Linked DNA regions of Mus musculus: all the other regions are linked to region 2. A link is a contact called in public HiCAR-type, HiChIP or PLAC-seq and promoter capture Hi-C data. All regions are on one chromosome and are shown on one strand. Each heading gives the region's core, a stretch centred on a gene start, on an enhancer-like site or on the middle of the called end of the contact. The rest is flanking DNA. Distances are from core to core; before and after follow the strand shown. Region 1 overlaps Unc13b (unc-13 homolog B). Region 2 holds the start of Unc13b (unc-13 homolog B). Region 3 overlaps Atp8b5 (ATPase, class I, type 8B, member 5). Region 4 overlaps Atp8b5 (ATPase, class I, type 8B, member 5). Region 5 overlaps Unc13b (unc-13 homolog B). Region 6 holds the start of Atp8b5 (ATPase, class I, type 8B, member 5). Region 7 overlaps Unc13b (unc-13 homolog B).

Region 1 (3,114 bases), core at 54-2,553, 130 kb after region 2:
TAACAACAGCCGAAAGGAAACATACTCCTCTCCCGCCCTACCCGGGAGGGTCACAATAGCACACTTCAAGAACAGTTCTGTGTTTTTAAAGAAACTGAGGTCACAATACTCTTGTTTTCTTGGACTTTTCTGGCAAGCACTCAAATTTCCCCTTGCATGATTCCATTCTTAGACTGTGTTCCAACAGAATAGTATACACACAAGACCAACCTTTGCGTCTCTACTGGGAGATCCTCGTACTTATTAGCTCTAAGATTTGTTACAGATACATAATATTCCCCCGTGTGACAGCACTGCACATGTTAGTGCTCTTGCTGTTTCCTTTGAGTAAGAAGCCATGCTAGAAATGAGAAACCTTTTATGCTGGCCATTTCATATGCATGTGTGCACTTCTGTAATTTCAATATACATTACCATATTGTTACTCTTCAGTAACTTATATGAATGACAGAGGTCTGCTTTAAGATGTCTTCTGTAATCTGGGTTGATGGAAACAGCCAGCAGTGAGAACATTGCCAGTCACATGGTAAAGAGAAAGCAAAGATGAGGATTAAATGAGCCTGTAGCAAATGGCCGTGCAGATCTGCCTTCACTCACACATGCCACTCACACTTATATTTGCTGCCCCAGAAGCCCTCAGCCATCCTCCCTGACTGAGGGAGCAGCATGAGGATGTGTGTAAGTGGCTTTGATGACCACACAAAAGGGTCTGTGCCTTCCATAGGGCATGCTGGCTGCTAAGTCCCTGCTAGGAATGCTAGGAGGTGCTTTTCTTTCCTAACCCACCAATAAATATGGTGATTTGTCAATGTTTTGGCATTTTGATATTCTTTTAGATGGAAGTCTCTTAGTTGTTTAAATTTATGTTTCTTGCTAGTAAAATTGAACACTTTTCTTAAATAGGAAAACTAATTAGAAATTATTTTGTGTGACTAATTTCTATTGAGTATTTTTTCTTATTAACTGAGCTTTTTTTATGTTTTAGGGAAATTAACTCTTTGTTACTTGAATTGCCAATCTTTTCTCAGTATATCATTGTGAGGATATACAAGTATTTTAAGGAACTTTGTTTTTCTAATCCAGATAATAGACAGAACAATAGTGTCTTTCTCTTAGCATTGTGAATTATCCAGGAAGGCCATGACTTTAGAAAGGATTATCAGGAAAGAACATACTTCAGTGGCTCGCATTGTCTCCATGATAGAATAAATTCCTTCTGGTCCAGCTCTACACAGTTCGAAGTGTGAGTCATGGACCAACACAGCCTGAAAACTGTTTGTTTCTAGTCTTTGATGAAATAAGTACCAAAATTGAAAGCAAGCCTTCAGAGGCAGTTTGAATTGCCATGACATCATGCACACCCAGGCTCTGTCTCACTGAACAGGGTGTAAACCAAATCTACCAGGCCATCACACTGGGGATAAAAAACCAGTTCCTTAACAAAAAGAAGTTTGGGAAGCATTAGTTGATACTTGTAAAACATGAAATATTTTATTTTCTCAAAATTCTCAGAGACTTTGCACTTGGTGTTTCTTGTACCTGGAATTTTCTCTGAATTCCTCTAGCTAGCTTTCAACCGTGAGTTTTAAGATGCAGCCAGGTGTGAGGTGTTGGGAGAAAGTCTCCAGACTGTGTGTGAGAGCCTGTTTAGAGTTGGCACTCACCATGACATTATGGGGTTATTATTTGCTGTTATGCCTTCCTTAAAAAAAGAGAGAAAAGAACCTTTGGGTCAGGTCCTGGACCATCAGGGCTATTTATGTGTGATGCTGCCTTCTATAGAATGTCTAGCAAATCACTTGTGGTTATTTCACAAGCTAGAAATGCCTTTTTTTCCACAGATGCCTTCATGTATAAATTACATTTATATTGTGATAAGATACTATAACCAAAGGCAATTTAAGGAAGAGTTTATTTTGCCTATGTTTTGGTGCCAAAGGGCTAGATAGCAGTCGAGGAAGGCATGATGATGGGAGCAGGAAGCTGACAGTCATGTCTCGGGCACACAGGAAACAGAGAGCACGCTGGCATAGGGGAGAGGCTAAAAACTCACAAAGCCCTTCGCCAGTGGTGCACTTCTTCCAGCAAAGCTCCCCTCCTAAAAGTCCTATAATGTCCCTCAAACAGCACGACCAGTCAGTCGGGGGCCTAGTGTTTAAATATGAGCCTGTGGATGGGGGCAATCTCATTCAAACCATCACAGTGTGCGTCTATTTCATCCTATTTTCCAAGTTCAGCCCCTAAAGTTAGTAACAACAAAATATTAACCATTCAAATCTACCAAGCTTTCTTTTATGATACATATTTAAATGTATTTAAGTTTACTGATTTATTACAGTATTATATATAAGATTATGATATGAGTAGGTTTTTTTTTCTCAGTTTTTGTAAGCTTTATTCCGGGTTAGTAATTATGACTGTTCCTTATCTACTTTGTCATGAATAAGGTTTTAGTAATATTGTCATAGAAATCTGTTTTTGTTATTGTTTTTTGTTTTGTTTTGTCTCTTGAGACAAGGCTTCTCTGTGTAGCCTTGGCTGTCCTGGAGCTCATTCTATAGACCAGGCTGGCCTCCGAACTCAGAGATCTGCCTGCCTCTGCTTCCCGAGTGCTGGGATTAAAGGCGTGCACTAATGTCACCTACCCAGATTTTTTTTTTGGGGGGGGGGAGGAGAGGATAAAGATTTATTTTCATTTCTGTTTATTTTTAAACTTATCTTTATTTTCTTCAAATAAAATGGATGAACTAGGAATATTTCTTTGTTGAAGAATTTGTGCTTTGAGTGCCTGAATATGCTAGACTGACTTTGAATATTAACATTTTTTGCCAGTTTGACCAAAGAATGGTATCTGACTTTTAAAATTTACATTTCTCAGTTTTTGTGATCTGAGTATTCCTCATATGTTTGAGTAGTTAATACTGAGCTGTTATGGCATTAAACAAATTTGGGGGTACTACCATAGAAAGCCAGCTGTACTTCCTCCATTCCTATAAAATTGTCAGAGACTTAAGGACTTGATTATTAAGGGTCATGCTTGTGTCCTTTGATTACCTGGACATCTGAACTTAATAAGTGTGATGACATTGCTGATGCTGACAGAGCGGCACTGTT
Region 2 (2,776 bases), core at 201-2,700:
CCTCTGCAAGAGCAGCAAATGAGTTTAGCTGCTCAGCCATCTCTCCAGCTCCTTACTCTTTTCTCTTTTTTCTTTTCTTTTCTTTTCTTTTTCTTTTTCTTTTTCTTTTCTTTTTTTTAAAGACAGGGTCTGATGTAGTTCAGGGCTCCACTGAACTCACTATGTAGTCAAGGATACAAGGATAGTTTTGAATGGCTAGTCCTGCTGCCTCCGCCTCCCAAGTGCTGAGATTACAGGCATCTGATGTTTTGCTTGGCCTCAGACTGTGTGCAAGCAGCTTTGTTGGCCAAGCCTACGTGACAAGGAACTGAGGCTGGCCCATAGTTAATCAAGAACTGAGGCTATGATTCCAAGCCCTGGAGGAATTGGGTTCCGCCAACAATCACAGAAGGGAGGTTGGAACTGAGATACTCCAGTCATGCAGGCACTTGAGAGTTTCTGAAAAACCCTCAACTGGAGGACTCGGCTCAGTTGTGCCTGGATTCTTGACCTGCAGAAAGTTCCGGATAATCAGTGTTGTTTTAAGCTACTAAGCTCTGGGGTTATTTAGTTCATGCCAATAGACAACATACTGGCTGTATCTACTTAGGTCTAAAATGTGTGCACCTCACAATTTTATTAGATTGTTTCCCACTGTTTTATACTATTGGCCAGGTGCAAAGTTTCCAGTCTTGCTGGTCGGCCTCTGCATTCTCTAGGAGGATCCTTGATTTTATAACAGTTCTGTTTGTTCTTTCTAAATTCAGTACTAGAATTCAGAAGTTCAACTCCTTTTCAGTTCCTTGCTTGCTCTAGAAAAACTGCGATGAATAGTTAAATATGCCAACCACTGGCAGCCCTAAAATGCCCACTATCTTTGAGATCTCGTGACTAGTGTGTTCCAAATCTTCCCTAAGGTTCAGTTTTTTTTCTCTTCTCCAGATTCGTAGTTCTAACATTTGGAAAGACACTTAAAAAGAGAGAGAGAGAGAAAGAGAGAAAGCTTCGTGTAGCATAGGCTAGCCTTAGATTTACCATGTAGCCAAGGATGGCCTTGAATTCCTTATACCCTAGCCTCTATGTCTGGAAGAACTGGAATTTTGCCGCCATAGCCCTAATGCAACCTTGTGTAATTACTATGGCAAATCTCTCTCCGGCTGTAAAGCCTCGTCTCATTAAGGAAATCAATTGCCAAGTCTTCAATGAAGAGAATCTGGTTTTTGTGTGGAAACTCCACGCACGTGGGAGGAGCAAAAGGTTTCAACTCTCGCCTCACACAGGTGAGGGCCAGCCCCGCCCATCCTTGCTTTGAAGCCCTTTCAGTGGGCGGAGCTGCTATCAATCTTGGTTATTAGAAAAATGAAGGGGGACCTCGAAGTCTACGTGCTCCCGGGGGGGCGGGGTCGGCAGACTGGGCGCGAGCGGATTGGCCGGGAGGCGTAGCCCTTGGGGATTGGTTCCGCCCAGTCTCTCGCAGGGATCCCAGCCGGAGTGAGGGGAGGGAGTTCTGGTCGCTCACGCTTCGCAGCTATGGCGCCTCGGGGCCGCGCCCAGTCCCCAGTTTGCCGGCGGAGCCTCAGCTCTTTCCTCTGCTCACTCCGACCGTGAGAACCCGGGCGGCTTCGAGGGAGCGGGGAACGCGGCGGGCGCCGGGGACCATGAGGAGCGGCCGGACCCGCGAGGCGGACAGCAGAGGGTGGCGCGGCACCTGCTGAGAGAAAAGAGGGAGCGGCCGGGCTCCGCGCCGCCGAGGTGCGGCGGAGGCTGGTCCGCGCCTCGGCCATGTCGCTGCTCTGTGTGCGTGGTGAGTGCGCGGCCGGCGGGACCCGCGGCTCCCACGCCTGCCCGGACACTTGTGGTAGTGTCCCGGCGGCGCTTCTCCCGAACTTCGCTCCCCGCGCTTGCCCTGGGTGGCGAATGCGTTCGTAGTCACTTCTAAAGGTCCGACGAGTTTCCCCCGCTCCTTCGTGACCCCCCTTCCGCGGCGGACTGTTATCCGTCCATTCTGGCAGCCGTGAGACAGCGTTGTTGTCGGGCTTGCCAGATGCTATTAAACAGTGAAAAGGGTCCGATGCCAGTGGGCACCTGAGGGGACCTCCTATGGTTGGCGCCTGTCTAGAGCGGACAGCTTCTTCTTCTCCCCGCGCTGTGGAACTAGTTGGCCCCGGAGTAGCAGCTTTTTATGACTCTGACCGTGTTAGTGGTACAGCTGTCACATCCCTTCAAGTTTATTTCTTGATTTGCATCTTACTATTGTCTGTCTCGTCCCCGGCTCCTTTCCTGAACCTCAGTTTGTGTCAAGGCATAGATTATATTTTCACATGACACTTTGAAGAAGGAGGTGGTGTTGGCTTCTCCCCTTTGGGAGTGGAACATGGAGAAATGGTTTATTTTATTTTAGCTTTGGCTCTTTCTCTGAGGACACTTGGTCCATCCAGGAAGGGATGTGTTTGTGTGTGATGGTTCTTGGAAACAACAGTCTTGTTATATAGTCCAAGCTGGTTTGGAGTTCATTGTATGGCTCAGTCTGGTTTGGAAGTTGTGATTTAACCACCTCACCTCCCGAGGACTGGGGTTACAGGAAGCTTTTTATAAAACCAGAGCTTTGGAGTTTAAGTCATGTGAGGTACAGTGCCCTGAATTTAGCTCTAGAGACTGTGTTGCTGGTGTTTTTATTTTTTACAAAATAGTATTCCGAGTGCCAAGCTCCGTAGAAATTTTGAATGAATGCAAGAACTGTGATTTTAGAGAGATTAACTGGCCAGAAAAAGTAGGGTTTGGATTGCTGATTGAATTT
Region 3 (2,819 bases), core at 63-2,562, 230 kb after region 2:
GATGGCCTTTCTTTCAGTCTCTGTTCCATTTTTTTGTTCCTGTCTTTCCTTTGGACAGGAACATTTCTGGGTTAAAAAATTTGAGATTGGTGGGTGACCCCATCCCTCATGCCTGTCTACGGGATATGGTCTCTACAGGTTTTATCTCTCCTTTGTTGGGTATTTCAGCAAAAAGTCATCACCCTTGGGTCGACTTTTATTTATTTTTATTTTATATACATTGGTGTTTTGGCTGCATTTATGTCTGTGTGAGGGTATCAGATCCCCTGGAACTGGAGTTACAGACATTTGGATCTGCCATGTGGATAATGGGAATTGAACTCAGGTCCTCTGGAAGAGCAGCCAGTGCTCTTTAACCACTGAGCCATCTCTCCAGTCCCAACCTTATATAGCCTTCTGTAATTTATTTCTTCCCAATTGGACTCATGAGATTATCAGTTGATGTATATAACTGTGGCTTACTCATTTTAGTACTATCTAACTTTCCACTGTATGATCAGACCATAAGTTACTTTTTTCTGTTTTGTTTGTTTGTTTGTTTGTTTGTTTGTTTGTTTGTTTGTTTTGGAGACAGGCTCTGGTGGTTTGAGTGAGAATGTCCCCCATAGACTTAGATGTTGAACACTTGGTCCCAGTTGGTGGAGCTCTTTGGATAGGTTTGAGAGGTATGGCCTTGTTTGGAAAAGGTGTGTCGCTGGAGGTGGGTCTTGAGATTTTGGGGGGTGGGGGTGGCTCGAGACTGGGTTTCTCTGTGTAGCCCTGGCTGTCCTGGAACTCACTTTGTAGACCATGCTGGCCTCAAACTCAGAAATCTGCCTGCCTCTGCCTCCCAAGGGTCTTGAGAATTTAAAGATTTTGCCATTTGAGTTTGCTCTTGGCATCTTGGTTCAGGATGGAAGTCCTCAGCTTCCTGTTCCAGCTGCAGTGTCTGCCTGATGACATATTTCCCTGCTGTGGTGGTGATGGGCTCAAAACCCAAAAAGCCCTTCTATTTATAAACTACCTTGGTTGTGGTGTTTATCACAGCTGTAGAAAGGTAACTGATAAAGGGGCTCACTGTGGTGTAGCCCAGGCTGGCCTCAAACTCAGAGATCTACCTGCCTCTGCCTTCTGCTAGAGAAAAGAATGCAGCACCATTCTTGTCTGCAAGTTACTTTGTTGTTGTTGTTGTTGTTGTTGTCTCTGTGTAGCCTTGCTGTCCTGGATCTTGCTCTCTAGACCATGCTGGCCTTGAATCCAGAGATCTGCTTGTCTCCCAAGCACTGAGATTAAGGTCATGTGCCACCACTGTCTGACCAGAAGTGACTTCTTCATTCTACCTTTTATGGTCATCTGATGACTTCTAGTCTTGCTGTTATGAGCAGCTATTTCAGATACCGTTGTATATAACATAAGAGTTTTGCTCTATGCCTGGAAGTGGACTTGCTGACTTATAGGTTAAGTGTTTCATCAGCTTTATTAATTTATTAATTATTAAGGCCAAGTTATTTTTCCAGAGTGGTTGTCCAAATTTTTGTTGTTGTTTTGTTTTGAATTTGGAAATTGAATCTAGAGCCTCACACATGACAGGGTGATGGTTAATATTGTCAGCTTGACAGGATCTAGACTCACTTCTAGTTATCCCTGGGAGGGAGTATCTGGGTCAGGCTAATGAGGCAGGAAAGCCTACCTTAAGTGTGAGTGGCCCATTCCTCAGGCTCAGGTCCTGGGTTGAATAACAGAGGAAACACCCTAAGCACAGGCAATGCTCTGTTTGCTGACCGCAGGCACAGTACTAGCTACCAGGACTTCCCTGCCACAATGCACTGTCCTTGTACTGTGAGCCAAACACACTTCCTTCTTCTGTTGTTTTTGTCAGTGTGTTTTACCACAGCAACAGAAAGCAACACGATAGGCAAGTGTCCTCCCACCCATCTGTGCCCTCAGCATTTATTTTTTATTCTGAGGCAGGAACTCGTTAAGTTGATCAGATTGGCTTTGCACTCACTGTGTAGCTCACTATGGGCTGGCTTTGAACTTCCAATTCTCCTGCCTTAGTTTTACTTACAGGCCTATGCCATCAGGTCTAACGTGGTTGTTCAATTTTGAATATTACTGACAGTATTATGTTCCAGTTTCACTTTCTCCCTAACAATATTTTTAGACATATTTTTTCCTAATAGGGTACCTGTAAATTAAAATTTTTAAATATTGTTTTTTGTTGAGTGGCTATTTTGTGCAGAGCATTGTGTCAGACAGTGACTGTTCAGCTGGAGCCAGGCGTGCACCCAATCTGAGTGTGCATCGTGTTACACTGCAGCTAACTGGAAAGAATATTGAAGCTATTAAGTTAGAGGAAGAATGAAAGAAGGCGAGTGGGAGAAATGGGTTCTGGGGGAAACAGGAAGAGATGGATAGTCTTACAGTTCTTCTTACTCAGCCTCATAATGGAGACCAGGAATGCATCTTGTTTTTAATTATCCCTAAGCATCTCTAACAAACTTATTCCTAAATTGCTTTCTCCATTCTGCTTCTATCAAATTTATTTCTTTATTTTTAAAAATCATTTGCAAAAAAAAAAAAAAAGAAAAAAGGAAAAAAGAAAAAAAGAAATGAGACAGGAATTGGTTAATAGCATCCACATGAATTAGTAGCAGGCTACAATAAAACCCACATTTCTAGCCCCAATCCATTCTTTGTTCCATCTCTTCCTGTATCCCTCCAGGACCCATTTCTTCTTTCTCCCCCCTCACACTCTTTCCTTTCTCCTCTAACTTAATAGTTTCAATCTTCTTCCCAGTTAGCTGCAGTGTAATACGACATACACTCAGATAGGGTGG
Region 4 (3,091 bases), core at 91-2,590, 250 kb after region 2:
AGCCAGACAGGGACAGTTTATTGAACACACACCCAGGACTGAACAACCAGAGCCATGGGCCAGATTTGGGATCTGAACCATGACCCCAAGTTGAGGTCCTATAGGCCTTTTTAAGCCTGAAGTCTACAAATACCTGTGTCATGTTATTCCACCAATCAGGATTTAAGGATAGATGATTTCCTTAGGAACGTGTCTTTGATGTACATTAGCCTGCTCCCATTGGTTGGGGTACTGAACTGTGGCAGGGGACTTGCCTTGTCTAATATTCATGTTTTAACTTGTCTACCAACATGGGACTTGTCTAGCATCCATGTCTTAACTTGCTAACCAGCATGTCAGTTACTCACATACATGTCTCTTTCTGCCAAGTAGGATGCCAGTTCCCAGGGAGGTCTTAAGAACTTAAACTTTACTTGACCACTACTCAAAATGAAAGTCTTACTTTAAATAGTTTCTTACATCTTTTATGTTGGGGTTCATCCAGGGGCAGCTTATAAAAGCAAATATCATAAAAGCTTAGACACAGATGTAGGAAGAGCTGTTTTGTATTGTGGGTAACTATGCAAAACAGTTCTACTGACCTCTATCATGATTGGTTTCCAAGGGCACAAAGCGTAACAGAATATGTAATCAACTTGGCATTAGAACGTTTCCTAGAAACAGCAGAAACCTATGAGAAAGTTTGCTTATAATAGCAGGCTAGCCAGGTAACAGTTACCTAGGCCTTAACATTTACCTAGGCTTTAACATTCCACCTTGGCCTTAACACTGGTGTGTGCTAGGAAAGAGCTCAAAGAACTTGCCTGTAGATGTCTCTAGTATACCCTGAAGTGTCATACTAACTGAGATGCCTCTGGGCTTCTTTCCGAGAAAATGGAAATAATAAGCTCTGTCTTAGATGCCTGAGAAAATAAAATGAAAAATATATCCAAGCAGTTAATAAATTATAGCGTGAAGTTAATATGCCTGTGACCGTTATCACCGTGACTGGCCTCGGGACGTTTGTCTTTAGAACATAATGGGTTCTGACAAGGCTCACTGGCTGCATTACCATAGCCTTTCATCCAGGCGTCAGCTCACAACTCACCAGCCCAATTTAGTGTCTGCACTGGCTCCACGGCTGAGCTACATGGTGGTAAGACTGGAACAGGGCAGACATGTTCCTACAGAGGGCAAAATGTGGAAAATACTCTAAGGGTCGTGGCAAGCTGTTACAGAGCCATGTCTGACAGAAGGAATTATGGGGGAGGTGATGTCTGTGCCAGCTCTGGGTCAGGGAAGCACTGCAGATGTTAGAGTTCATGAAAGGAGCACGAGGAAAGAAACCGCAAGCCTGACAGTCACCAGGGATGCATGCCTGCCTTTCTCTTGGTGGCCAGCTCGCAGGGTACTGGCCTTCTGTAGCTCTGATCAGGCCATTCTGTTATCCAGGCTCTTGGCATCTGAACCCTCATTACTCAGAGTGAATTGTTTCCTCCAGTGTTTTATATAGCTGGAAGTTCTCAAGACCAAAAAGGTGAATTACTATTAAAATGGGGAAGGGATAATATTGTTTTAAAAGGCAAAACTGAGTATATTAGAAACTTATCAAACTGAGGAATTTCTGACCAAATAAATTTAATCAGATGAACTCCCTCAAATAACTCAAGTACTTGTATTTTTTGTTTTTGTACACAGTTTTTGGAGAAGAATTTATCACAGAGAGAATTTAGGAGTTAGTCTGAGGCCCTGGTGTGCATGTGTACACAAAAAACATATCTGACCTTTAACAGAGAAGAAGTGACTTAGGAGTACTGTTGGAAAGTTGGAGAGAGAGAGAAAGAGAGAAAGAGAGGGAGAGAGAGAGAGAGAGAGAGAGAGAGAGAGAGAGAGAGAGAGAGAGAGAGAGAGAGCTGGTATTGTTGAATCTGCTCATACTGCCATCATACTACCAGACTTCCTTTTATAGGAAATGAGGTTTTAAAGGGTCAAAGGTAACCCAATAAAAGAAGCAAATAAAATTAGTAAAGCCAGATGATAGAATACATTTTAGCCATATAATAAAAGAATGAGTCCCGCCGGGCGGTGTTGGCACATGCCTTTAATCCCAGCACTTGGGAGGCAGGGGCAGGTGGATTTCTGAGTTCAAGGCCAGCCTGGTCTACAGAAAGAATGAGTCCCATCTATATATGTCCTTTAAGATATGTTATTAAATAAAATATGAAGACAGTAAGGTATCTACTATTCTACTTCGTTTCTTTGAGACAGGGTCTCACTGTGTAACCCTGCCTGGCCAGGAACTCTCTATGTAGAACAAACTGGCCTTACACAAATCTTTCCGCCTCTGCCTCCCAGGTACTGGGATTATTAACCTTACTGTGTAACTTTGAAATATATATGGGGTAGAGGATTCTATGAGTTGATATTTTCTAGGAAAGTTTTTAGAATATAGTGGCTCCCTTTGAGAAACAAAGCTACCTGCTGGGGAAAGTGATGTGTCCAGAGAGACAGAGCTTGCTCTTGACCGTGCAGAGCATGAAGCGCCAGCGCACTCTGACCTCTGCATCTTGGCTCCCTTCCCTCCAGCCTGTCCTGTCTCTTCTGCTTTGTTCTATTTAGTTATCAGAACAGAACTTTGGAGAGACTGTCCCAGCAGAAATTCAAGGCCCATTTTCTTACAGGGTTGAGGAGATCAAGTGGAGGAATGTCCAAGTGGGGGACATAATTAAGCTGGAGAATAACCATCCTGTTACCGTGAGTACCTCCTCCGGTGTGGCTTCTCGCTCCTCTCCGTGTATTAGGATCAGGGAGCCCTATGGCATTTTTGCCTCCGCCTCTCTTGGGCACCTTTCCGCTGCCTCTGGAGATCATCAGCTCTGGAGATCATAGGCAAGAAGCTTTTCCTGTCTCTCTCTCATCGTAGCTTAAGGTGAAATGGAGCAATTTTGAGGGAAGTGTGTGGTTGGGTCACATACAGTCCTGGGTCATCCATAATAAGCGTAAACCAAGAGTCAGCAAAGTTGTTAGAGTGAACGGCCATTTCCGAGGGACTGCATGCCATCACACTGTAATGCTAAGAGCTGCCTCCTGTCTCCCTCTTCTCCGACCTTTC
Region 5 (2,941 bases), core at 390-2,889, 190 kb after region 2:
CAGCTCTAATCTTTCAACCATGCAGATGTTTTAATATTTGATCTCTCTGCTCCAGCATAATAATGAACAAAGCTCTGAACAAGGCTGCAAATGCTCCAGGGACTTGGCTTTAGTCTCTTTATTTTCTATCTACTTTTCTACTTTCTCTGAATCTTATTTCCATGAGACAATGTATGCACTCGAGTAAACTCGTGGAGTTTCTGTTCAGTTGCATATCAACAAACAAAAACTCCTATTTTTCCATTAGTTCTTATTTCCTCTACGAGTCCTCAGGCAGAGCTCATTTGCCCACCTATTCATTGAACACATGGAGAATTAGAACGCAAAGTCAAGTGAAACACAGTTTTACACAGCCTTGGGAGAGATTCTGGTTTGGTAGAAATGAGGGCAAATTACTGCATTTGTCGTTATTTTTGTTGTTTTATTATATTTTATTATAGTTTTAGATATCTGATATGCTAATACCAGAAATTCATAGACTGTTCTGGGAGCCTGGGGGGGGGGGTCATCTAACCAAGCCAGGAGTGCCAGAGACAACTTTGCAGAAAGTCTAGCTGGATTTTGAGGAAGGCCTAGAACTGATATCAAGAAAGGAGCTGAAGGGAAGAGGGAGGGAAATAGAGTATTGGAGGCACAGAATTATTCATGCACATGTTAATCTCAGAAGGCCTGAGCAGTTTTACTCAGGTCTTTGTAACCTCAGACTTCGGAGCTCACCCGCTGTGAGGTCAGGTCTTAGCTCTAGGACAGAGGGCAGGTCACAGAAGCTCACTGTGCTTTTGTCTCCTCATCCAGAGCGTGAGAAACTAGCAACTTGTGCTCAAGAATCGCCAAGCAGATGAAATGAGATAGTGTGTGCAAAGCTGTTAGCAGCTGCCAGGCGCCAGAGTAAGCATGATGCAGTGCAACACAAGAGAACTGGCACGATGTGGAGTGGAGAGGAAGGGAGCAGCCTAACGACCATTGTGTCCAATGAAGGAGTCTAACTTAACTGAGGACCATGGAAGAGCTCTGAGATTCCCGTACAGAGAAATCACTGGTAGCTCACTGGAGGATGTATATAGTGGACTGCAGTTCAAAGGCCTAGGGTGTCTTTTGAATGAGTCTTTGCTGGGCTAGTGGCAGAAAAACTAAAAGAAAAAGGTGCATATAAGTGACACTAAGGTCAAGTCAATGACATATGGATTCAGTCCTGGTCTCTGCTGACTTCAGGCTCGTTAGGGGATTTTGGAAACTGTAGTAACATGTAGTATTCACATAAAAGTTCCACACTTGCCTCTGCTCCCGTGAGAAAGAATGTGCATTCCAGTCTCTGTAGTAATCATAAATTGTCTTTGCCTGGGATCTGAATATGAGTGACTATTCTTTTCCTGAGACTCATTGTTATATTCCTTTGTCTCCTAAGCAAATCATCTTCTTTGGATTGGCAAATAGCTTTCCAGGTGCATTTCTTCCAGCCAGCAATAGCCTTCAAGGGATCCAAAGAAGACTGGCCCCACTGAAAATTAGGTCAAACTGCACACAGGGTTTGTCCTGCTCAGCTTGAAGGAGCTTCTTAGAATTAGGATGTCTGTGTGTGCTGTGTGAAATGTGGATTTAAACAGGGACATCTGGAAAAGGAAGGTTGCCTGGGGGTGGGCGGATCTTACAGAAACAGACGTGTTAGTGAGGCTAGAGGATGCTCATTTCAGCCAGAGTCACATGTCCATAGTGACTAAGAGAAGAATCACAAGTGCCTTTATATCTCTTAGATTGTCCAAGCATACCAGAAGAGAGCCCCAGAGCTGAGGATAGCAATTCTCAGTGGTTGAAGGGTCTCCCAGTAGTCACCCCTCTTATGGAGCTGAGGCAGTCATTTAGAAGTCGTGTGCCAGAAAAGGAAGTATCCCTAACTTTAAAGTAGCAGGCATGGTAGAGGAAAAAGAAAAAGGAAGAGTCTTTTCAGTACTGTTGTGACTAGCTCCCTTTCTCCATGCCCCACCCCTCCCCTGAACACGAAGCAGGAACAACCTCTAGAGGAACCAGGGCCCAGCATTCGGAACTTGGATTTCTGGCCCAAACTTATCACACTCATTGTTTCGATCATAGAGGAGGATAAGAATTCCTACACACCTGTTCTGAGCCAGTGAGTATCACCCTACTTGGCTCTGTCTGGTTGGGGATTGGTCTGTCCATCTAACAGTCTCTCTCTTTCCTATCTCTGTATGTTTGCAGTGCCACCTCTTCCAACTGTCCGTCCATCTGTCCCTCTGTCCCTTGTATCTGTCTGGGTAACTGTTTCTGGAGACAGGTGTGGAAACATAAGGGGGGGCCCTATACAGGATGGGATAGCCTCCCCAGAGAGAAAGGCTTCTGGGACTGTAACTGTTAGGGGAGCCCCAGGGGACCCAGAGACTGTGTGTGCATGTGCCCGTCCACAATGAAAAAAAGCTGGCCTCTTAAGGCCCACCCCTGCTCTTTCTCCTGCAGCTTATCTATCCTGAGCCTGTCCTTCAGCCTCAACCCTCCTCAGGGATTCAATGCCTTGTCTGTACCTTCTGGGCATTCTGTCCTTTGGGTTCATCTTAGCTAATATGGTCCCCCTCTCCGTCATTTATTCTCCCATTAGTCCCTGGGCCCCTTTTCTCCAGACTCAGTCTAGTCCTGTTCCCTAGGACTCAACTCCTCTTCATTATGTCTTGTGAGAACTAGGTACCTTGGGATAAATAAAACCAAATAGCTCTTGCCTTGATGTTTACCATGTTTTTTTCCATCTCTCAGGTTTCCTCAGGAGTTGAACGTAGGAAAAGTCAGTGCAGAAGTGATGTGGCATCTGTTTGCTCAAGACATGAAATATGCACTGGAGGGTAAGGGTCTGCCAGACTCCATCTACCTCATAAGCTCTTTCTTTCCTTTACCACACAACTTCAAGTTCTTGGTAAACAGTATAGTAAGCAAGTAG
Region 6 (2,700 bases), core at 8-2,507, 210 kb after region 2:
GCTTCTTGATGGCTAGGAACTTGTAAAGTGTGAAGGGGCTTCCTCTCCTAATTTGGGGTTGGTTGGCCCATAACTGTTGTGTAAATATGTCCTGATCTGGCCTTGAGCTTGCTGAGGCACTCCATCAGCAGGGGCTCCACTGACAGGAGGAGGTAAAAAAAAATCCCACAAGACAATATTATTATTATTATTATTATTATTATTATTATTATTATTATTATTATTATTTATTTCCAGACCTTTGTCTCAGGTCAAGAGGGTGAAGAAGCAGCCAGGCATCTTGGAAGTTCACAGTCTTTATTACTTAGTCATGGCCCCTCTCATATATTTGCCTATCAGGAACTCTAACTCCTAGTTCCTCGTAGTATTTTTTATTTCCCCTCCTCTGCATCACTGATAAACCCCAGCCTTTGTTCCTGCTCCCTCTCTCTTTTTAAAAAGTACTTTAAAGTTTTATTTACATTTATGTGAGTGTTTTGCCTGCATGTATGCATGCACCACCTGGGTGCCTGGTACCCACAGAGGTCAAAAGAAGGCATCTGATCCTGGCACTGGAGTTGTGGATGGTTGTGAAACACCATATGGATGTTCTCTGCAAGAACAAGTGCTTTTAACCACTAAGCCATCTCTCTGGGTCCGTCCTCTTTCCTCTTCAGTTAAAAGCCACTTGGTCTTGCGAAGATTATATGCCCCAGTACAGGGGAATGCCAGGGCCAGGAAGGGGGTGTGGGTGGGTTGGGGAGCAGGGCAAGGGGGTGGGGTTGGTATTGGGGACTTAGGGGATATCATTTGAAATGTAAATGAAGAAAATCTAATTTAAAAAAAAAAAGCTACTCAGTGGTCACAGTGGCTTCTAAGCTAAAACTTAAACCCCTCCAGGAGTGCCCTCCACATACCCATCACACATACCCATACACACAATTCCGCAGCTGAATTTGCCCTCAGTGCCATTTTACATTCTTGTGTCCATTCTTGTTAATTTCCAGTCACCCCTTCCACACTACCTTTCAGTCTGTCACCTCTGGGAAGCCATCTGGACCCCACCAACTCTGGGCAGCACGCCCCTTTGTTATTCTCCCCTCATTAGCATGCAGTTAGCCCCTGGAAGGATCTGAGGATTTCATCTCAGGACTTGGCCATCTCAGGGATTTAGGACTCAACTACTTCAAAGCCAGACTTTCCAGCTTCAGTATCTGCAGAAAGGGGCGTGGCGGGAGACGAGCTCGCGGCAGCGCGTGGGCGGGCGGGTCCAGCTCTGGGCGGAAGCTGTGGTTCTGTGGCACAAGCGCAGAAAGGTGCGTTAAGATGGAGGTTGCTGGAGTAGGAGGCTGTGAGGCGACGGTAAGTAGGGGGCGCCCGAGGAGAAGTTACGGTTTTCTTTCTGACAGCATTGCTTGGAGACCTTATGTTACTTGAACTACCGAGTGGTTATTCATCCTCCTACTTCTTTGAGAATTATTGTAATACTCACCAAGAGAACTCTGTCAGTACTCCTCAGATATACAGGTTTCCCTGGCACTCCCTGAGATGTCTATCCAGACATTTCCAAAGAGTCTTTATCCTCCCCCAGGTTGCTCCCACAGGGCACACATTTGTCCATTTATTCCGTAAAGCAGGTTAACCCTAAGTCTCCCAGCTGTGTCATATCCCTGGTAGCTAAGGAAATTTGCTCATTTCCCCAAGACTCTTAATATTCCTGGGCATTTGCTATCATTCTTTTCCTTTTAATGCCTACTTGGCAGGAAAAATTAAACTCTCTACCACGAACTTTCTAATGTGAATAAGTAGGTGTCTATCTATCTGAGGAACTGCCAAGGTAGACATTCTTTCTTTGCTTCGAAACAGGGTCTTGATGGATAGCCCTAACTGGCTTAAAACTCACTGCATAGACCAGACTGCCCTAGAACTTGTACTGATCCTCCTGCCTCTGCCTCCCTGCTGCTACGATCACAAGTATAAATTGTACTTGGTGTCCTTGAAGGCCATCAGATCCCTTGGGACCGTAGTTAGAGACAGATAGGAGCTGCCATGTGGATGCTGGGACCCCAATGCCACTGAGAGAGCAGTCTCTCTCCAGCCAGCCCCTTGATACAGTTTTAAACAAAAGAAAAGTAGGAAAATTTTCAGGTTAGAAGGTCTGAACTAGTGGATTTTTAAAGGATAGAATTACTCCCTTTAGCATGTTTTGACTGACCCCTGCATGGTCTTTCCAGACCCAAGAGCAAAAAGACAAAGCTGAAAAAGCAACATAAAATGGCAAAGATGTATTGAAGCTGGAATCAGAAGATATAAATGTGGGTCTCAGCTCTGATACATGCTGTTCACGAGTCTGGTCTTTAGTGTAACAGTTTGCTGGATTGTTATTTGGAGTGGTAATTCCTTCCATATCTAACTCAGACGGGTGAAGTGGACTCATATACATAAAAGAACTTTGAAAATATACATTTTCTCTATGTGAATAAAGAAGTATTATGCAGGAGCCTCTATGTTCTGAAAAAGTAACTTTTTTTTGTTTTTTGGTTTTTAGACAGGGTTTCTCTGTATAGCCAACTCAGAAATCTGCCTGCCTCTGCCTCCCTAGTGCTGGGACTAAAGGGGTGTGCCACCACGCCTGGCCTGAAAAAGTAACTTTTAAGGAATTTGTTTTGCTTAGTCCCAAGTTCAAGGAAAGTATATTTGTTGAGCAATTACTGTATATGT
Region 7 (2,861 bases), core at 167-2,666, 160 kb after region 2:
CACCAGATAAGGACTCAGAATCAACAAAGAGGACCCCAGGCTTCTGAGCATCAGGGCCCTCGTTTACTACCAAAGGATGGCTTAGCAAAACAGAGTGATGTGTCTAAGTTGCAGGAGGAAGTAAAAGGAACATCAGGAGCATCCTGGGTAACCAGTGATTGTTGTGGTGAACTTTCTCTCCTCCATCCACTTGAGGGGTCTTCCTCAGTGTTAATCTCAAAAGAGGAAGATTGTGAAAAATTACAGATTTTCAAACAGGGCAGACAAGAACATGAGGCATGTAAGGTGACAAAGCTACAAAGTGATTGCAGCAATTCAATTAAGGACAGCAGTTGCCTTTCACTGTCTGGACCACTGAAAGCAGATATGGTAAACACAGAGGACAAGATGCTAGGCTGTGAAGCTGGACTTGATATTCTGAGCCCAAAGCAGCTGGAGGACCTTTTGGCAGACAAGTCTAGAAGGTTTGCGACTCTGAGTCCTGACAGCACGATGGAGGAAGTGATCATAGGGCCTGAGACTTTGAGTAACATGGTTCATATTGACCTGAATGAAGAAGAGAACTGTACTGCCCAGGTTCTTAAGGATGTCTTTGATAAGTCCTCACGTGTTCTGGCTGACTCCCAGGAGGATGAAGATGTAGAAATTAAATTCCACACAACTAAGCTGAGTCGAGCAATCCAGCACTTTCGTTTGGCTCTGCAGGGGGTATTTCAGAAGCTGGAGAACAATGGGTCCATCAGTCCTGAGGACCTGGAAAGCAACGAGAGTGGTTCCCAGTCAGAGAACAGTGATAGACTTCTTTGGACAGTAAGTTCAGGAGGTGCCCACGATTGTTCAGTGGAGAGTCCAGCAAGTCAGGGAAGTGAGAGCTTGCTCAGTGTGGTTTCTGGTGGAGTAGGCATCTCTATACAGGGTGATCAGACATCTCAAGCACCAAGCAACTTCTCTCTTGCTTCTAACAACTCACCTTTTGCAAACTCACTGCTCAGTTTCCCTCTCGCCCCATGTCTGGGAAGCGAGACTTGTTCCAGGCCTGACTCTCCTAATCAAGGCAAACTGAGTTTAGAACAAGTATGTGCAGAGACCATTTACCTTAACAAATGCATCAACAATTTTAAAAACGTTCTAAGAGAGAAAAGACTGAGGCAGAAAAAACTTTTGCAAGAGCTAGTACAGACGGCAAGCCATCTTTCAGTAGAAGACATCCCCTCAGGTACTCTTGAGTGTCTGTGTAATGTGGCTCGCTATGGCATTCAGCTGCATTGTGGCAGGCTTAACAAAGCAATGGGGTTGGTTCATATCTTGAATCGGTGTAGATTATTTTAATACAGACTTAAATCTTTGGGAAATAGAAGGAAAGAGGGTGCTAAGGTTAGGAGGGAGGTTTTAGTTTCTGTCCTTAAGCCATTTCCAGTCTTTTTGGGAAGTAGCCTTTCAAAAGAGGAAGGACCATTTGGGTCACAGTAGACTGTAGATTAGATGTGGGAAGCAAGATTGAGAAATAAAGCACATTTATTCTGTCTCACAGGGACAGAATTTTATGTTCCATTTTTAAATGCCTTTTCATGGTCTTCTTTGAAAGATTCCCATCTCCCTAGTAGTTGATGGTATTTCTCCATGGTCACTTGAATTTCCTTACCTCTGCCTCTACTTGTCTAGATCCTAGTTCTGGCCCTACACTGAGCCTTACTTCTGAGTCAGAGCACCTAGGAGCTGCCTACTTAGCAGTGCTGACCTGACCCTGTCTGAAGGCCCAGCTGCCTTCCGTGGGCCATACTCCCCTTCTGCCTTCCCTAGCTACCTGAGAACCAAAACAAAATGTTAATTTTAACTGCAGGAAATAAAAGACTTTGTTTCTAGGCAGTATGGAAATCTGTAGTTTTACATTTTCTTCTCCCAATCAAAATTAAATTTATCCAAAGAGCATATGCTATATTTATCCAATTTTAAATGTAAATGGGGTTATCCTCTTTTGCATATAACCTGATTAGGTTTCCCAAGACAAAATTAAAATGAAGAAATATATCTTACTAGCAGAAGTGTAAGATAAGAAACATATCTTACTGGCAGAAGTGTAAGGGATCAGGTGCTCATACAATGTTGATGGGATACGATGAGATGGTATAACTTCTAAGGAAAGCATTTGAGAAAATGTATCAGGGTTATAAATATATGCACCTTTAGAGTCCTCAGCCTTGCTTCCAGGAATGTATCCTGCAGACATATTTCTACATGCGGAAGTGGCATATGTACAAGGTTATTTTTGAAGTATTGTTTTTAATAGTAAGGAGTGAAAAACAACCTAAATGTCCTTTAACTATATGATGAAATAAAATTCTGGCACAAACAAACAATGGAATGCAGTTCCATGGAGCTATAAAAAGCTGGGGTAGCTCTTTATTCAAATGGAAAGCTACCTAATCTTTGTCTACCTAAAAACCAGCATAGTGCGGAATGGTGTGTGTGAGATGCTTCCATTCTATAAAAAGAAAGAAACACATCCCCTTAGGCTGTGTGATGACGCACGCCTTTAATCAGAGCACTCGGGAGGCAGAGGCAGCGGATTTCTGAGTTCAAGGCCAGCCTGGTCTACAGAGTGAGTTCCAGGACAGCCAGGGCTATACAGAGAAACCCTGTCTCGAAAAACCAAAAATAAAAAGAAAGAAAGAAAGAAAGAAAGAAAGAAAGAAAGAAAGAAAGAAAGAAAGAAAGAAAGAAAGAAAGAAAGAAAGACAGACAAGGAAGGAAGGAAGACAAGGAAGGAAGGAAGGAAGAAAAGATACTTGAGAAACTGGTTTAGTCATGTATTACTTGACAGAAATACAGCCTGAGAAATGCACTATTGGAAACCTCCTCAC

What was found. Promoter capture Hi-C pulls out the DNA fragments that hold promoters and counts their contacts. HiCAR-type assays count read pairs that join an accessible place to other places. HiChIP or PLAC-seq counts read pairs in DNA pulled down with a chosen protein or histone mark.
Region 1: a contact with region 2 is called in a HiCAR-type map of fibro-adipogenic progenitors, with 3 times the contacts expected there. The contact joins the enhancer-like site here to the promoter of Unc13b in region 2. A contact is called at or near these places in 9 of 39 promoter capture datasets (the 3T3-L1 cell line, 3T3-L1-derived adipocytes, HPC-7-derived erythroid cells and 5 more), 2 of 115 datasets of contacts at active chromatin or transcription factors (fibro-adipogenic progenitors and forebrain) and 3 of 9 other capture datasets (adipose tissue, liver and pancreatic islet).
Region 3: a contact with region 2 is called in a promoter capture Hi-C map of HPC-7-derived erythroid cells, with 3 times the contacts expected there. The contact joins the enhancer-like site here to the promoter of Unc13b in region 2. A contact is called at or near these places in 14 of 39 promoter capture datasets (the 3T3-L1 cell line, 3T3-L1-derived adipocytes, the HPC-7 cell line and 8 more), 5 of 115 datasets of contacts at active chromatin or transcription factors (SST interneurons, embryonic forebrain, embryonic hindbrain and 2 more) and 3 of 9 other capture datasets (adipose tissue, liver and pancreatic islet).
Region 4: a contact with region 2 is called in a HiCAR-type map of astrocytes, with 2.2 times the contacts expected there. The contact joins the enhancer-like site here to the promoter of Unc13b in region 2. A contact is called at or near these places in 13 of 39 promoter capture datasets (the 3T3-L1 cell line, 3T3-L1-derived adipocytes, cranial neural crest and 7 more), 1 of 15 datasets of contacts at CTCF or cohesin (the NIH/3T3 cell line), 3 of 115 datasets of contacts at active chromatin or transcription factors (SST interneurons, astrocytes and bone marrow-derived macrophages) and 1 of 9 other capture datasets (adipose tissue).
Region 5: an H3K27ac HiChIP or PLAC-seq map of microglia shows a contact between it and region 2, with 6 times the contacts expected there. The contact joins the enhancer-like site here to the promoter of Unc13b in region 2. A contact is called at or near these places in 12 of 39 promoter capture datasets (the 3T3-L1 cell line, cranial neural crest, embryonic stem cells and 6 more), 31 of 484 Hi-C or Micro-C datasets (the AML12 cell line, B cells, the Ba/F3 cell line and 22 more), 7 of 115 datasets of contacts at active chromatin or transcription factors (bone marrow-derived dendritic cells, embryonic forebrain, embryonic limb bud and 4 more) and 3 of 9 other capture datasets (adipose tissue, liver and pancreatic islet).
Region 6: a contact with region 2 is called in a promoter capture Hi-C map of embryonic stem cells. The contact joins the promoter of Atp8b5 here to the promoter of Unc13b in region 2. A contact is called at or near these places in 19 of 39 promoter capture datasets (the 3T3-L1 cell line, 3T3-L1-derived adipocytes, the C10 cell line and 11 more), 2 of 15 datasets of contacts at CTCF or cohesin (the NIH/3T3 cell line and embryonic stem cells), 17 of 484 Hi-C or Micro-C datasets (the AML12 cell line, the G1E-ER4 cell line, the HL-1 cell line and 11 more), 16 of 115 datasets of contacts at active chromatin or transcription factors (the NIH/3T3 cell line, SST interneurons, bone marrow-derived macrophages and 10 more) and 4 of 9 other capture datasets (adipose tissue, embryonic stem cells, liver and 1 more).
Region 7: an H3K27ac HiChIP or PLAC-seq map of microglia shows a contact between it and region 2, with 4 times the contacts expected there. The contact joins the enhancer-like site here to the promoter of Unc13b in region 2. A contact is called at or near these places in 12 of 39 promoter capture datasets (the 3T3-L1 cell line, 3T3-L1-derived adipocytes, HPC-7-derived erythroid cells and 8 more), 3 of 484 Hi-C or Micro-C datasets (cerebral cortex, cranial neural crest and cumulus cells), 3 of 115 datasets of contacts at active chromatin or transcription factors (embryonic stem cells and microglia) and 2 of 9 other capture datasets (adipose tissue and liver).

Annotation. Positions count from the first base shown.
Region 1 is chr4:43,186,373-43,189,486 of GRCm38.p6, forward strand. The region is part of intron 11 of Unc13b (unc-13 homolog B); the gene reads left to right. Among named protein-coding and RNA genes, the nearest start is that of Gm25010, 13 kb to the right of the region's middle. Within about 2 kb of position 1,304, at least 9 of the 459 cell types and tissues checked have an H3K27ac peak or open chromatin away from gene starts, as enhancers often do. A contact at or near this core is called in fibro-adipogenic progenitors, where this site is marked.
Region 2 is chr4:43,057,503-43,060,278 of GRCm38.p6, forward strand. It overlaps Unc13b (unc-13 homolog B), which reads left to right and starts at 1,451. Exons shown (of 40, transcript NM_001384106.1): 1 at 1,451-1,783. The coding sequence starts at 1,762.
Region 3 is chr4:43,285,704-43,288,522 of GRCm38.p6, forward strand. The region is part of intron 2 of Atp8b5 (ATPase, class I, type 8B, member 5); the gene reads left to right. Among named protein-coding and RNA genes, the nearest start is that of Atp8b5, 20 kb to the left of the region's middle. Within about 2 kb of position 1,313, at least 34 of the 459 cell types and tissues checked have an H3K27ac peak or open chromatin away from gene starts, as enhancers often do. A contact at or near this core is called in adipose tissue, where this site is marked.
Region 4 is chr4:43,308,796-43,311,886 of GRCm38.p6, forward strand. It overlaps Atp8b5 (ATPase, class I, type 8B, member 5), which reads left to right. Exons shown (of 29, transcript NM_177195.3): 8 at 2,661-2,733. Among named protein-coding and RNA genes, the nearest start is that of Gm46851, 30 kb to the right of the region's middle. Within about 2 kb of position 1,341, at least 18 of the 459 cell types and tissues checked have an H3K27ac peak or open chromatin away from gene starts, as enhancers often do. A contact at or near this core is called in astrocytes, where this site is marked.
Region 5 is chr4:43,247,457-43,250,397 of GRCm38.p6, forward strand. Unc13b (unc-13 homolog B) reads left to right here. Exons shown (of 40, transcript NM_001384106.1): 25 at 2,001-2,125; 26 at 2,761-2,846. Among named protein-coding and RNA genes, the nearest start is that of Atp8b5, 18 kb to the right of the region's middle. Within about 2 kb of position 1,640, at least 17 of the 459 cell types and tissues checked have an H3K27ac peak or open chromatin away from gene starts, as enhancers often do. A contact at or near this core is called in microglia, where this site is marked.
Region 6 is chr4:43,265,902-43,268,601 of GRCm38.p6, forward strand. Atp8b5 (ATPase, class I, type 8B, member 5) reads left to right here and starts at 1,258. Exons shown (of 29, transcript NM_177195.3): 1 at 1,258-1,341.
Region 7 is chr4:43,216,750-43,219,610 of GRCm38.p6, forward strand. All of the region lies in intron 11 of Unc13b (unc-13 homolog B), which reads left to right. Among named protein-coding and RNA genes, the nearest start is that of Gm25010, 17 kb to the left of the region's middle. Within about 2 kb of position 1,417, at least 10 of the 459 cell types and tissues checked have an H3K27ac peak or open chromatin away from gene starts, as enhancers often do. A contact at or near this core is called in microglia, where this site is marked.